2 separate regions of the Ovis aries genome follow, and region 2 is linked to region 1. The links are chromatin contacts, called in public Hi-C maps. All regions are on one chromosome and are shown on one strand. The core of a region is the stretch at or near the end of the contact, and the rest is flanking DNA. Distances in the headings are between cores, read along the strand shown. Region 1 holds the start of IER2 (immediate early response 2). Region 2 holds the start of JUNB (JunB proto-oncogene, AP-1 transcription factor subunit).

Region 1 (6,451 bases), core at 3,023-5,522:
CACTTAACTGTCATAATAAACCCAAGAGATAGGGACTATTATTGTCCATTATTTACAGTCAGGGAAACTGAGGCCCAGAGAGATTAAGTGACTTGCCCAAAGCTGCACAGCAAGTACAACTGGTCATCTGGCCCTGGGATCTGTCCTCACCCTGCAACTTCCACACCAGGGCTCTGTCACTCACCATGTCAGTTCTGAGTTATCTTCACCCCACCCCCCACTCCCCAGGAGATCTCTCAGGCTGAGGCCTTTCATCCTCTAGGGAGGGAGAAGTGGACAGTCCACATTCTGCCAGACCAGTCCAGTAGGATGGGCATGTAGGTTGCTTTTTTAATTTGTGCCCACTTTGGACAACACTGTAGCGAACACTCTTCTGGAGCCTCTTTCTGCAGGTCTGAGGTTCCCTGGGGTATCCGCTGGTGATACTTTTAGTTTTCACAGCTGTGGTCCAATCGATCACTGCCAGAGGCTTTGTCCCAATAACCCAAGGCCATGTAATGGCCTGGACACCAAAGTCGATTGTTGTGACAAAATTTTCAATTTTGTCTATTCTTATGGGGCATGAATACACATTCCTTACAGGGAGGCCTGGCCAGCTGCAGTCCTTGAGGTTGAAAGGAATCAGACAGGACTAGGTGACTGAACAACAATTCTTATGGTGAAAGAGGGCTTCCCAGGTGGTTCAGTGGGGAGAATCCTCCTGCCAAGGAAAAGACCAGCAGATCCCTGGGTGGGGAAGACCCCTTGGAGGAAATGGTAATCCACTCTGGTATTCTTGCCTGGGAAATCCCATGGACAGAGGAGCCTGGAGGGTTACAGTCCATGGGGTCGAAAAGACACGACTTACAGTCTAAACTCATTGGAAAAGACTCTGATGCTGGGAGGGATTGGGGACAGGAGGAGAAGGGGACGACAGAGGATGAGATGACTGGATGGCATCACTGACTCGATGGACGTTGAGTCTGAGTGAACTCCGGGAGTTGGTGATGGACAGGGAGGCCTGGCGTGCTGCGATTCATGGGGTCGCAAAGAGTCGAACACGACTGAGCGACTGAACTGAACAGTCTAAACAACAATAAATGGGTGAAATGGGGTCTTAGGAAGGGGAACGTATTAAGGGGATGTATGTGTGTAGGGGGGTGTTCGTCCTATCTCCCACGGCATCGTCTCCAGCCCTCAGCCCCCGCGACCGGGCGCCGGAAACCCCTAAGCGGCCCGGGCGGGGGCGGGGGTCGGCCTAGCAGCTTCCCGCGGAAGGAAGCACCAGGCGGTTCCTGCGACAGGATGCGCGGCGATGCCCCCTCCCCAGTCGCCGGGGACTTCCCGGGCCGGGCCAGGTTCGCGAGGGAGTTGCTCCCACGAGGACGCACTGAGCTACCGCCAGTAGTGTGGGGTTCCAGTCTCCCCCGCTACATCCCTTTGGGGAGTTGTGGGTCGGTTCCCCCGAGTGGGCGGCAACTGAAGTCTCATTTCCCGGGAGGGAAGGCTGCGGAGGAGGCGAGGTTCCCTTGGGGTGAAGGGTGGGAGGTGGGGTTAGGAGGGAGGAGGCTGATGGACACAGGGAAGGGGGGTGCGGTGGGTGAACGAGCCTGGAGGGGAGCCAGGGGCGGGCGTTCTGGGGCAGGGCCGCCCCTCCACCTCGCCCTCCTCCTCCTCCCCTCCGACCTCGGGGTCAGGTCCCCCGGGTCTCAGGAAGCCCGCAGTGGCGGGGCCGGCCGTCTGGAGGCGGGGCGGGAGCTTTCCCGGCGCCTGCCCCCGCCTTCACTCCCCGCACCTGCGGCTCCTTTGTCCTCCCCACAGCCCCCGCCCCCACCCCCTGGGGCAACCCCGACTGTCACTCTCCTGAACTGGCGTTGGGGAAATTGTCAGGGTTTTCTCTCGGGGTGGCGAACCTGGGGATGGGGTGGGGCCAAAGTCAACGAGTGCTCCCGCGGGTATTTCTAAACCCACAGTCTCGAAGGGAAGTTGCTGGGGCCCATTCCGCGTATGAGGAAACTGAGGCTGGAAGCTCAGGTCCTTGCCTGAACCACACAGTTACGCTGCCCGAGACTGGAACTGGGCGTAAAGGGCGCTCCAAAGCTCACCAGTCCAGCCCCACCCCAATCCTGGGAACCCTGCCGATTCAGTTAATCAAGTGGGGGGAGGGTAGCTATCCTTCCATTCTCCAAAGGAGGCCTGATACCCAAGTCGGCTAGGGTCACTGTACCCAGCAGTATCCCCCAAACATCTGAACTCGGAAAGCCTTCTCACCCAGAGTTGTAGGGAGGGGGTGTGTGTCCAAGATCCCGCCAAACGTGCGACGTTTAAGAAAAGGTCGGAGCGCCAGGCGCCCAGCACGAAAGCGCTCTGGCAAAGAAAAGGGGTCGGCCCCTTCCCGCCCACTCTGCCCACGTGGTAGCGGTCAGACCGGTTTCTGGGGCCCCAGCAAGCCGCCGCCAGCTCTTGACCCTTTAACCCTGCCCCTCCCCCACCAGGGAAGAAAACCAGACAGGCTGCACAGACTTTGTATACAATTGGTCTTTATTTTCCTATCTGGCGATTCTAGCAAAAAGGCCAGATAGAGGGAGTTACCAGAATCCACCAGTAAAGGCAAACAGAAACCCAAAATGCCCTGGCGAGAGAGAATCTCCCGCCTCCCCCAAACTGGCCAGTCTCGCCCGCCACTGATCCCAGCTCAGCCCTACAGCGCTACCCCCATTTTTGTGATTCAGACCAGGAACGTCCGGGTTGATCGTTTCTGTGGGTCAAGCTTGAGACGGTGAACAATATTCCCACCTCTAACGCACCACATGAGAAAAAATTTTAAAATGAAATTAGATCAGCCCTCTACCTCCGGAGGCGTAGGGGCTTCGGGCAATAACCCGCAGAAAGGCGCAGTGACTCAGGCCGCCCTCCTCCCATTCCCCAGGGCGGTCCACACCCCAGGTCCTCCTCCCGGCCCCCACCCACGCACGGCAGCAGGAAGCTCCCCACGTCTGCCCCATGACGCAACGATGACCGCTTGCACAAGTATGTCACTGGAGGGGGAAGGGGAGTGCCTGGAATTCTCTGAAGTTAGAAACGCAAACACCGACGATTGAAAAACCTTATTGAAAGGGCAGCATAGCCCCCAGTTTAAAAAAAAAAGTCCGACCCTGAGGAGTTTCAAGAACCAAGCCTCCCTTCTCCCAGTTCCAGGAGTCGGTGAGGTTCACCTCCCAGTCCGTTAAAACAGCACCGATGGGAACAGCAGGTCTGGGGGGAAGGCGCCCGCGCCTCCGGCTCGGGCTCCTCGGCGTCGCCGCTCCACACAGGTAGCGACGGCTCCCCGGGGGCAGAGTCCCTCTCGGGGCCTCTGGGCAGCCCGGGCGACTGCTCCTCTCCACGGCTTTCGCGAGCGCTCCCCCGGGGGTGGGCCTCGCCTCGGGTCTGCGTACTCTGGCCGACGGTTCGGCGCTCTGGGCTCCGGTAGCGCCGCCCTGGAACCCTCAGAAGGCCACCACGGCCCGCACCAGGACGTTGAGCATGTTGTCGGCCGGGCGGCAAGCCGGCTTCGCCTCGCACGCCGGGGACGCCGTCGGAGGGCTGGCAACAGGACTGCAGTTCAGGAGGCCGGAGAAGCGCCTCTGCAGGACGCGCGCCAGGTTGGGGAAGGCGCCCTCCGCTTGCGCCGGAGCGGGCTGCAGGCGATCAAGGACCTCCGAAGACGCCCCTTCCTCCTCCTCCTCTTCTTCTAAGCGGGCTTTCTTGCTCGGGACCAGAGCGGCGTCCGCACCATCGCTAAGGCTGCTGCTCCGCCGCTTGCGGCTGATTTTGGCGGGGAGCTGGACACAGCGGGCAGGGCTCTCCTTGGCTCTCGGTGCCTCCTGGGTGTCCATGGGTTCCGGAGAGGGCTGCTCGCCGTTGCCGGTCGCTGCCTTGGCTGCGGCTTCCGCTTCCCGAGGAGGGTGCAGGCGAGGATCAGGGGAGCGGACAGCCGGCAAGGGCACCTCGGGTTCCTGGGCTTCCACCTTGGCCGAGAGGTAGAGCTCCCGGGCGCTGCGCATGACCAGCGACAGCTGCAGGCTCCGGTGCAGCCGCAAGCCACCGCGCTGCATGCGTGAATGGTACATCTTCCACACCGACAGGGTCATGATCCGTTGCGCCTCCTTCTGCACTTCCATAGCTGCTCGAGGGCGAGGGCGGCAGGGACTCCCGGCTGGGAACGGCAGGTGGCAGGTGCACTTCGGACAACGCGCTCGTTCACGCCACTCTCAGCAGGACAAGCCACGCGGAGACACTGCCAGGACGCTCTGCCCGGGCGCCCGCCACCCGGGCCCTTTTGTACCAGGAGTGAAGTCACCGAGACGCCCCGCCCAATCAGAGAGCCGCATCCGGGCTTTCCGCGACGCCTCGCCGAGAGACTCCTTAAAGCGACAGAGTGGGATTTACTGAGAGAAAAGGGACCCGAACTCCTGTGAGGAGAAGCGTCCCCCAGTCCAAGCTGAACTCTCGGGGTGGTCTGCTTTTTCCGGGCCCCTCACTGAACCCGCGCGCAGGCCGCGGGGGGCGGGGGGCGAGGGCCGTGGGTGGTGCTCAGGGCCCACCCACCGGTTGTGTCTGGAGACCCCAGCGGGTCCTAGGCTGCACCTTCGCACCTGAGAAAACTTGAGTTCCAAACGGTAGATCCCCGGTGGAAACTGTCTACCATCCACCAGGAGCCTAATTAACGTGTTTTTAAAAAATCAACAATGGTGCTAACAATTATTAAGCACTTGCTAAGTGCCAGGCGCTAAAGGCTTTCCTATCATAAACATCTCATTGATCTCTCTCTTCCACTCGTAGAGTAGTTGTATCTTACTTCTTTAGGCGAGTGACTCGTCCAATATTTGCTAAACGAATACTTGAGCCACTGCGGTGAAAGGGGACCAGTGGAGTCTCCAGCACTCTTGTCTTGCCAGCCTCCGCCCACCCTCCTCACTCCCCTTGTTTGGAGGCGGTAAGAAGGCGGGACACACCGCCTGGGTCTAGGGCAAAGTTGTCCACTTCACGGGAGGTGGATGTCTGCAGACAAGAGCGCAGCCTAAGCTACAGTCTCTGTGCTCCGCATCCAACATCCCTCTCAGTTTCCCTCCTCGCGAAATCCACCGTGGGCGTCCATGCCCTAAGGCGGAGGACCCGGCAGCAACACAGGACGAGTGAACACGTGGCTGTGGCCCCCTAAACGACGCAGCCGAGCTCCGCCTCTGCTCCCGGGGAGGCGGAGTTGGATTAGGACTTGGAAACAGAGATAGAGCAGATAGATAGAAAACATCAGCCCCACCTTCTGCTACGCACTAAGATTGCAAGAAATATTATTTCCAGTTCCTGAAAAACCGCGAAATTGTTCGAACAGCTCCCTTCATTCGTAGTGCGGGCTCTTTAAGGGCAAGCTCCCCCGCCCCCTCCACACCGGTGCGCGAACCTTCCCGCCACTCTATCAGCCATACTTCCACAACTAAATTTGGAAGTAGTGACGTAGGGCAAGCTCGAGCCGCTTCCGGATGCCCTTATAAAGACAAGGGCCGGGATCGCTGTACGTGACCGTAGCCGGCCTCTTCCGGATGAGCGGGGGTGGTGCCTTAGCCTCCCTGCACGCCCCACACCCCGCAGCCCCCCCGCCCCGCTCTCCCTCTACCGGCAGCTAGAGCTGGCTGGAGCCCCCGGTTTCCGGAGCCGCGTCCAGCGAGGTCGGCGCAGAGTAAGAGGAAAGTTTCGCTTCCTTCCCTCCGGAGGCCAGAAAGGTGTGGCACCTTTCCGGGAAAGCCCCCTGCCGGTGGGCTCACTTTGAAGCCATCTCCCAGAGACCTACACAAAGACCTTGCCAACACAAGCAGCTACTCCCTAAGGACCTAAGGGTCACTACATTCCTGTCCTCGCCACCCCTCCTATGGAAACTCCCAGACCCCTTTTCATGTATTTCGGCACCTCCACCAAACACTGATCTCATGCACCTTTGGAGCATGCTCAGATCCTCCACACCCAACCCCGGCACAGGGAAACTCAGCAAGAATTCTCTCGCCTAGAAAACTCCCCAAACTATCTCCATTCAGCGATCCTTCCACATATTATGGCAACCTACTGAGGACGCCCCCATTTTTTGTCCCTTCCCTCCACGAAACTTCACAACGACATCTCCAGCTTAGATGCTCTCCCTGACGCACAACAGGGGCAACCCTCCAGGGACTTCTTCAGACGTCCGCTCCAGAAATCCGGACCCTACACAGGGGACAACTGCTTCCCTCCTATAAAAAACTGATTTTCCCGGCGACCCCACACAGAAGGGCTGTGTCACATAGGCGGCAATCCTATGAGTCCCTCGCCAGACTTTCCCGGCCCTGCCTCACACGCAGAGGACTTCCCCGCAGATCATTCTCAGAGCCACCACCACACCCGTTCCGGCGACCCCAAGGGTCACACCGAGAAAGACCTCACCACCCCCACCCCCACTCCC
Region 2 (6,401 bases), core at 1,600-4,099, 300 kb after region 1:
CTGGTCTAGCTAGTGACTCCAGGACCGGGTCGTTCAGTATTTTATAAACAAATTAATGGAGCGTTTGTTCTACGGCACCTAGGTCCTGTGGCCTGGTTTCTCGGTCTGTGTTTTTCTCTGCTGTTCTGGGGGCTTCCAGCTCCGAAGCCTGCCAGATCCCCATCGGGGCTCGCCAGCCGCCCTCCCACCCGTCCTAGCTGCGGGGGAGGCAGCCCCGTGCGAGGGCGGCGGCGGCGCCCGGCGGCCCGAGCAGCCGCCCCGGCAGGACCAGACCTGGCAGTCGCCCCGCTCCCGGCCTGGCACCCGGGAGGGGAAACTGGCAGGCGGGCACCGCCCTTCCTGGCGGGGGTGGGGAGGGGATCGCGGTGGCAACGACGCTCAGGCAACTGCATCCCCCCGCCCGGGTCAGGTCAAATGCAGCGGGCGTGGGCTGGGCAGGACCCAGGGGCCAGCCCGATGGGGGAAACTCTGGGGTAGCTCTTGGGGCTCTGGAGCGCGGCCCGCCCACCGCGGACGCTCTGGACCCAGGCCTGGGGCTTTCCGGGCCTCGGTAGCCGCCAGCCTGGGAAAATCCCGGCCCCCTTCCCGGCGCCGCAGCCCTGCCCGGCAGAGCGGGGGAGGGGATTCCCGGAATCTGCCCGGAGACCGCCGTCGCGTCACTGGGCAGAATCAGCCCATGTTTGGACAGCGCTTCCGCAGCGTCAGCGGGGAAAGCCCCGGCGCGCGCGGCTGGGAGGTGCCGCGCCTGCGCGCTGAGCGTTTTGCCCAAGGCATCCTGTCCCCTGGCCCTGGGGGCGGGGGGGGGGGGAAGGGTGGCTGGACTGTGTACACACCCTGGACCTTCCAATCCGGGAGATCAGGAGACGCCAGAAGGGTTGGACACCCGGCTGAGGGTGCAAGATGCCTGAACAGAACTGGCGAGGTTGACACAGTTACAGGAGCAAGCCACAAACAGCCGTGGGGTGGGGGCTGCCCAGTACTCCCCTCCCTCCCCCCTGGCCGGCTTGAAAAAAAGACAACAGAAATTAATAAAGAACTTTTTTTTTTACTTAAATAGATTCAATAAAAAGTAAGGACAATAAACGAACTCACACATAAACACAGCTTAAAATAACTCCTTTAGAAACCGACTGCGTGTTTCTTCTCCACAGTACGGTGCAGAGGGGGGAGGGCAGGGGGCGGGGGTCCCCTCCCCAGTATCCCCGAGGGCTAGAGTACCGGGCGGCGGGGCCAGCTCCGCCGCAATCGCCCCCTCCTCCCCTCCCTGTTAAATACACAAATATATTATATTCAATATGAATTGAGTTCTGCAGGAAAAAAATAAAAAAAAATAGTGGAAGGGGGGCTTGTAAACGTTGAGGTGGAAGGACTGGGCGCAGAGCGGGCGGGCAGGAGTCCAGTGTGGTTAGTTGCGCCCTCAGGCCCCGGGGCCAGTGCCCACCGCCTGCCCCCTCGCCCCATGGGAGGCGTGCGCCCAGCCGTCCAGGTTGGGGAAATGTCCGTACGGGGGATAAGGGGGCGCTCAGAAGGCGTGTCCCTTGACCCCAAGCAGCAGTTGGCAGCCGTTGCTGACGTGGGTCATGACCTTCTGTTTGAGCTGGGCCACCTGCTCCCGGAGGAGGCCGGCAGTGTTGGACAGCCCCGCGTTCTCGGCCTTGAGCGTCTTCACCTTGTCCTCCAGGCGCGCGATGCGCTCCAGCTTCCGCTTCCGGCACTTGGTGGCCGCCAGCCGGTTTCGCAGCCGCTTGCGCTCTACTTTGATGCGCTCCTGGTCTTCCATGTTGATGGGGGACACCGGCGGCGTGGCATCGCGGCTGCGCGCCTCAGGCACGGTCTGCGGTTCCTCCTTGAAGGCGGAGGCGCCACGGCCCAGGCCCAGCTGCGCCGGGTGGCCGCCGGCGAAGGGCGGCGCGTGTGGGAGGTAGCTGATGGTGGCCGTCGGGTACGAGCTCCCTGTCCCGACGGCGGCCCCGGCTCCTCCGGAGGGCGCAGAGGCCGGAGAATAGCTGCTGAGGTTGGTGTAGACTGGAGGAGGCTCCGGGCCGGCGTAGACGCCCCCGGGCCCGGCTGGGGGGCCCCCGCTGGTGCCCAGGGACACGTTGGGGGGCGTCACGTGGTTCATCTTGTGCAGGTCGTCCAGCGCTTTTACAAAGCCGTCGGCGAAGCCTTCCTGCTCCTCAGTGACGCCGCCCCCTGCGCCCCCCGCACCTCCACCGCTGCCACCCCCGCGGGGGTAAAAGTACTGTCCCGGGGGCGTGGGCGTCGTCGTGATCACGCCGTTGCTGTTGGGGACGATCAGGCGCTCCAGCTCCGATGAGGCGAGCTTGAGTGACGCGCCTGTGTCCGAACCCTGGCTAGAAAAGTAGCTGCCTCCGCCGTTGCCCTCTGGGCCAGGACCCCGCGCACCAGGTGCTTTGAGATTTCGGTAGGGGTCGGCCAGGTTGAGCGCCAGGCTGGGTTTCAGGAGTTTGTAGTCGTGTAGAGAGAGGCCGCCCGGGGTCCGGCCGTATCCCGCTGTTCCGTATGATTCGTCGTGGTAGAAGGGCTGTTCCATTTTAGTGCACATCCGGGCGGCCCGGGCGGTCTGAGGGGGTCCCTACGGGGCCGCCCCGGGCCTCGCTGCAGCTAGCCGCGCGCAGTCCGCGGCTGTGCCTGTATCGGGTGTCTGGACGAACGTTCCTGAGGGCTGGCACTGGTCGGGAGAGGCCGGTCGGAGGCTGTGCGAGGAAGCTGTGCGGCTTCTCGAGCCCCTTTGCCCCTCTCTAGCGCGCTCGTTTTCTTGGTGTCGCTTCTCCCTTGCTCCCTGCTCCCTGCTGGCTCCGGTGCTGGCTTGGCCGTGCTCAAGGTCCCGGCCGCTCCGCCAGAGCCACAAGCCTTTATACCGCGGTTGTCAGCCACGGAAGTGCGCTCTGATTGGCTGTCACCGGAGCCAGGCCCCCGCACCCCCCTTCTGGAGCGTGGGGAAGGGGAGGAGGCGGCTCGCGTCATTGTCAGGAAGCGCGTGTCCTTGTAAACAGCGGCCACGGGCTGGGTGGCTCGGAGCGCCTGCAGGGGGAGGGGCCAGAGGACCCTAGGGTGCGTGAGGAAGGGGTTGCTGGGGCGATCCGAGGCACACCGGGAGAGGTTTCGGGGAGGGTGATGATTTCCCTGGAGTACGCGATAAGGGATACGAGAAATTGGTACTGAGCAAGTGTGTGCGTGTTGGGGGGAGGGGGTGGTCCCGGGATGCACGCGGAAAGGCCTGAGTGATCTGGAGTCTTTCAGAGGTGCTGGAGGGCTGAGAATACACTGAGAGACCCCGCAAAGGAGAGACAGCAAGGTAGATGGGGAAGCGGGGGAGGAGACATCTGACTCAGAAACTGAGTGGGGGTCCTGGGTACAGGATGGTTGAGGGACTGGAATTTTCCCGGGAGGAGCTGAACCCAGGTGAAATAAGGAGGAGAGATCAAAAGTGTACCCGGGAGAGTTTGGAGGGTCCACTATGCAAAAAATGAGTCGGGGTCCTGGAGCCCACCGGAGAGAGACAGAGTCCCCGACAAGCGGGAAGGGGAAGGCATTGAGAGAAACTAGAAACGCATAAAGTGAGTGAGGGTCCTGGGGTACACTGAGGCAAGGAAAATACGTGCGGTAGAAGATTGTCAGAGGTTGGGGGTCACTGGGGTCATCTGCGAAGCCTCAATGAAGGATAGAATTAGAAGGGTCGAGGCACCCTTTCAGAACTGAGATGATATTGAGAGGGTCCCCGGTTGAGACCTGAGAGAAGGAGGGGTCTTTGAGGATCCTGGGGACCTTCCATGATCGGCTCCCCTCTCGTGGGTGCCTGTATACTCCCCACCCCAAAGCCCTCCCCTAGTGACCCTGAGGTTGACCGGCACCGTGTCGGCTCCCAGTGCCTAGACCCAGCCCGACGGCTGGGGCGCGGTCGCCCAACCCCACTCCTTCCTTAGAAACAGGCTGGGGAAAGAGCGCCGCGGCAGGAAGTGTGGCAACAGCCCCGGGGGACGGAGCCCGGCCCTGCCTCCGTCACTCGAATCCTACGGGACTAGGCACCCCGCCCTGTGTCCGGCGGGGTTCAGCGCCTCGGAAGAGGAACCTGAGCAGGCGACCCCCGAGGAAGCCAGGGGCGCTGAATAAGCCCAGCTGCCGAGGTCTCCAGTCACCGATCCCCACCCCAGTAATGGTTCAGTCCTCGGAGCCCGCAGGCAATGGCGGAGGCTGGCGGTCCCGGACGATTCCACTAGCCCGAGGAAGGGGGACCCACTGGGGAGCGGGGCCTGGTTGCCATGGCAACAGGCGGGAGTCCGCTGGCCGGACTGGGGGCGGGGCGGCCCCCGGAGTCTCGCCCCGACGCCCATATAAGGGCACAGGAAGGGGTGGGTCTAGCGCTGTCCCGGGGCCGAGGGCCCCGGTATCTGCCAGGTCCCAGGGCACGCCCGGGCCCCTGGACGGCTAGTCCCGACCAGCCCCGGCCGCCGCCCCCGGGGCCCCCACGGCCGCCTGGCCCGGCCCCACCCAGCCGCTCTGAGGCCGCGTCCTGCCAGGCCCTGCCTGGCCCGACCCAGCCTGGCAGGTCCCCGCCTGCCCGCGGGCCTGGTTCGGACTTCGCCCCCAGCCCGACGGCGAAGAGGGGGTGGGCCAATGCCTCCAGGCGACCCCGGCGCCTGGGCGGGCTGACGCGGCTGCCTCTTACCTCGAGCTGGGTGCCCTTACTTTCTGCCAGGAGGTCTGGCACATACATCCGCAAGGGCTGCGGTGCCCTCTCCTTCATTCATGTGGGTGAGGGGCCCGACTCCTGTTTTAGTATGGGGACTCCTCACCATCCAGAATACCTAAAGGGGGATCCATTCCCTCACCCTAGGTGTCTCCCTCATCTGAGGGAACCCCTCCAGAGCCCCTTCCCCAGGAATAATTGAAGGTTTAGATGGCGAGGCTTCGATTTAGACTAAAAGTGGCACTTCCAAGCAGATAGGATACCAGCCACTAGAACCAAAGTCTCTCAGAAAGTGAAGCCTCTATCTTTGGGGAGCTAGATTGAAGTTTCTTTAGGGCAGAGAAAGGCTGGGGGAGAGGAGCTAGCCAGCCTTTACAGGTCAAGCACAGAGTTCACCAAGTGTGGAGGAGAGAAGTAAAAGGAAAGAAGGCAAAAGAGAAACTGAGCTCTGCGGGGGCTGGGGAAGTCCAGCAGAGCAATGGCGCGTTGGGGAGGAAGGTCCCATGAGAAGCTGGGGGTGTCCCTATCTTTGGAGGGTCCTTGTGACCCCTGGGTACCCCCTCCCCTCCTCCCTTGCTTGAACTGCTCCCCTCCCCCGCCCTAGGCTCAAGGGAGATTCCAGTGGCCGCTGAGTCTGGCAGGCACGCTGCCAGGTCTGTGTCTCCCGCCCATGCTAATAACTGCAGCTGACATCTGGCTGGGCCCTGCGGGGGTGCAGCGGGCAGCGTTGGGGGGCTGGGCAGGTCTGACCAGAGGGCAGCATCTCAGGAAGCCAACCTGCAGGTCCCACGGGCCAGGAGGCCACAGTGAGTCAGCCCTGACCAGTGCTGAGGCTGGCCATGCCAGGGGAGTCCTGGAGAGAGGTGAGACTGTCCCAATGAGGGTAGAGATGGAGGCCAAGGACCCAGCAAGGAAAAATGGATGTATGGGGGTGGGGGTTAGGGCAGGGAGAGCTGCAGGGTTGGAGTCATGCAGACAGACAGCACGACTCAGAGACACTTAAGACAAGCAGACAGAGAAATAATTACTATTTTAATAGCTAACACTTATATGGCTCTTCCCAGGAGAAGGAAATGGCAACCCACTCCAGTATTCTTGCCTGGAGAATTCCATGGACAGAGGAGCCTGGCCCAAAGAATCAGATACCACTGAGTGATTAACACACACACACATATAGCTCTTACCATAGGCCAGGCACTCTTCTAAGTGGTTTACATAGAATAACTCATTGCCTGCTTCCAAAAACCCAGTGAAATGTATGCTATTTGCTATTAGCCCCCTTTAAGAGACCAGGCACAGCAAGATAAGAACTTGCCTCGTGTCCCATAGCTCAAAGCCCTGGGGTTGACCTAAAACCTGAGCTGTCTGGCTCCAGAGTGTTAGCCAATTTTGTGTAGATAATCACAATCACAGAGGCATATATGCAGTACCAACTGCATGCTAAGCTCTGCAAGCCCTTTCATAAAGGGTCTCCTTTATGGGGGTTGGGGACAGGACAGAGGGGTGCTGGTGTGTTTGGGGGCAAGACCAGTATGCTCTCTGCACGAGTGTTTGAGCAGGGGGTGGGGATTGGGCCAGGAGGGAGGGCGGGGGCCCAGCTGAGCTGGTACAGCCGGTTCCAGGCCCCTGCCAGTCTCACCCTTGTGGCCTGGGCACCACCCCCTCATGCCGCCCCACTGGCGCCAAGGCC

Evidence for each region. Hi-C and Micro-C count contacts between places; a contact is called where the count stands out from the background.
Region 2: a Hi-C map of liver shows a contact between it and region 1, with 3 times the contacts expected there. The contact joins the promoter of JUNB here to the promoter of IER2 in region 1. A contact is called at or near these places in 2 of 16 Hi-C or Micro-C datasets (blood and liver).

What each region holds. Positions count from the first base shown.
Region 1 is chr5:10,735,493-10,741,943 of ARS-UI_Ramb_v3.0, forward strand. It overlaps IER2 (immediate early response 2), which reads right to left and starts at 4,273. Exons shown (of 4, transcript XM_060415413.1): 1 at 2,251-4,273. The coding sequence starts at 4,142. The coding sequence ends at 3,468.
Region 2 is chr5:11,037,072-11,043,472 of ARS-UI_Ramb_v3.0, forward strand. JUNB (JunB proto-oncogene, AP-1 transcription factor subunit) reads right to left here and starts at 2,850. Exons shown (of 1, transcript XM_027969552.2): 1 at 1,026-2,850. The coding sequence starts at 2,566. The coding sequence ends at 1,523. HOOK2 (hook microtubule tethering protein 2) reads left to right here and starts at 2,993. Exons shown (of 22, transcript XM_060415421.1): 1 at 2,993-5,574. The coding sequence starts at 5,551.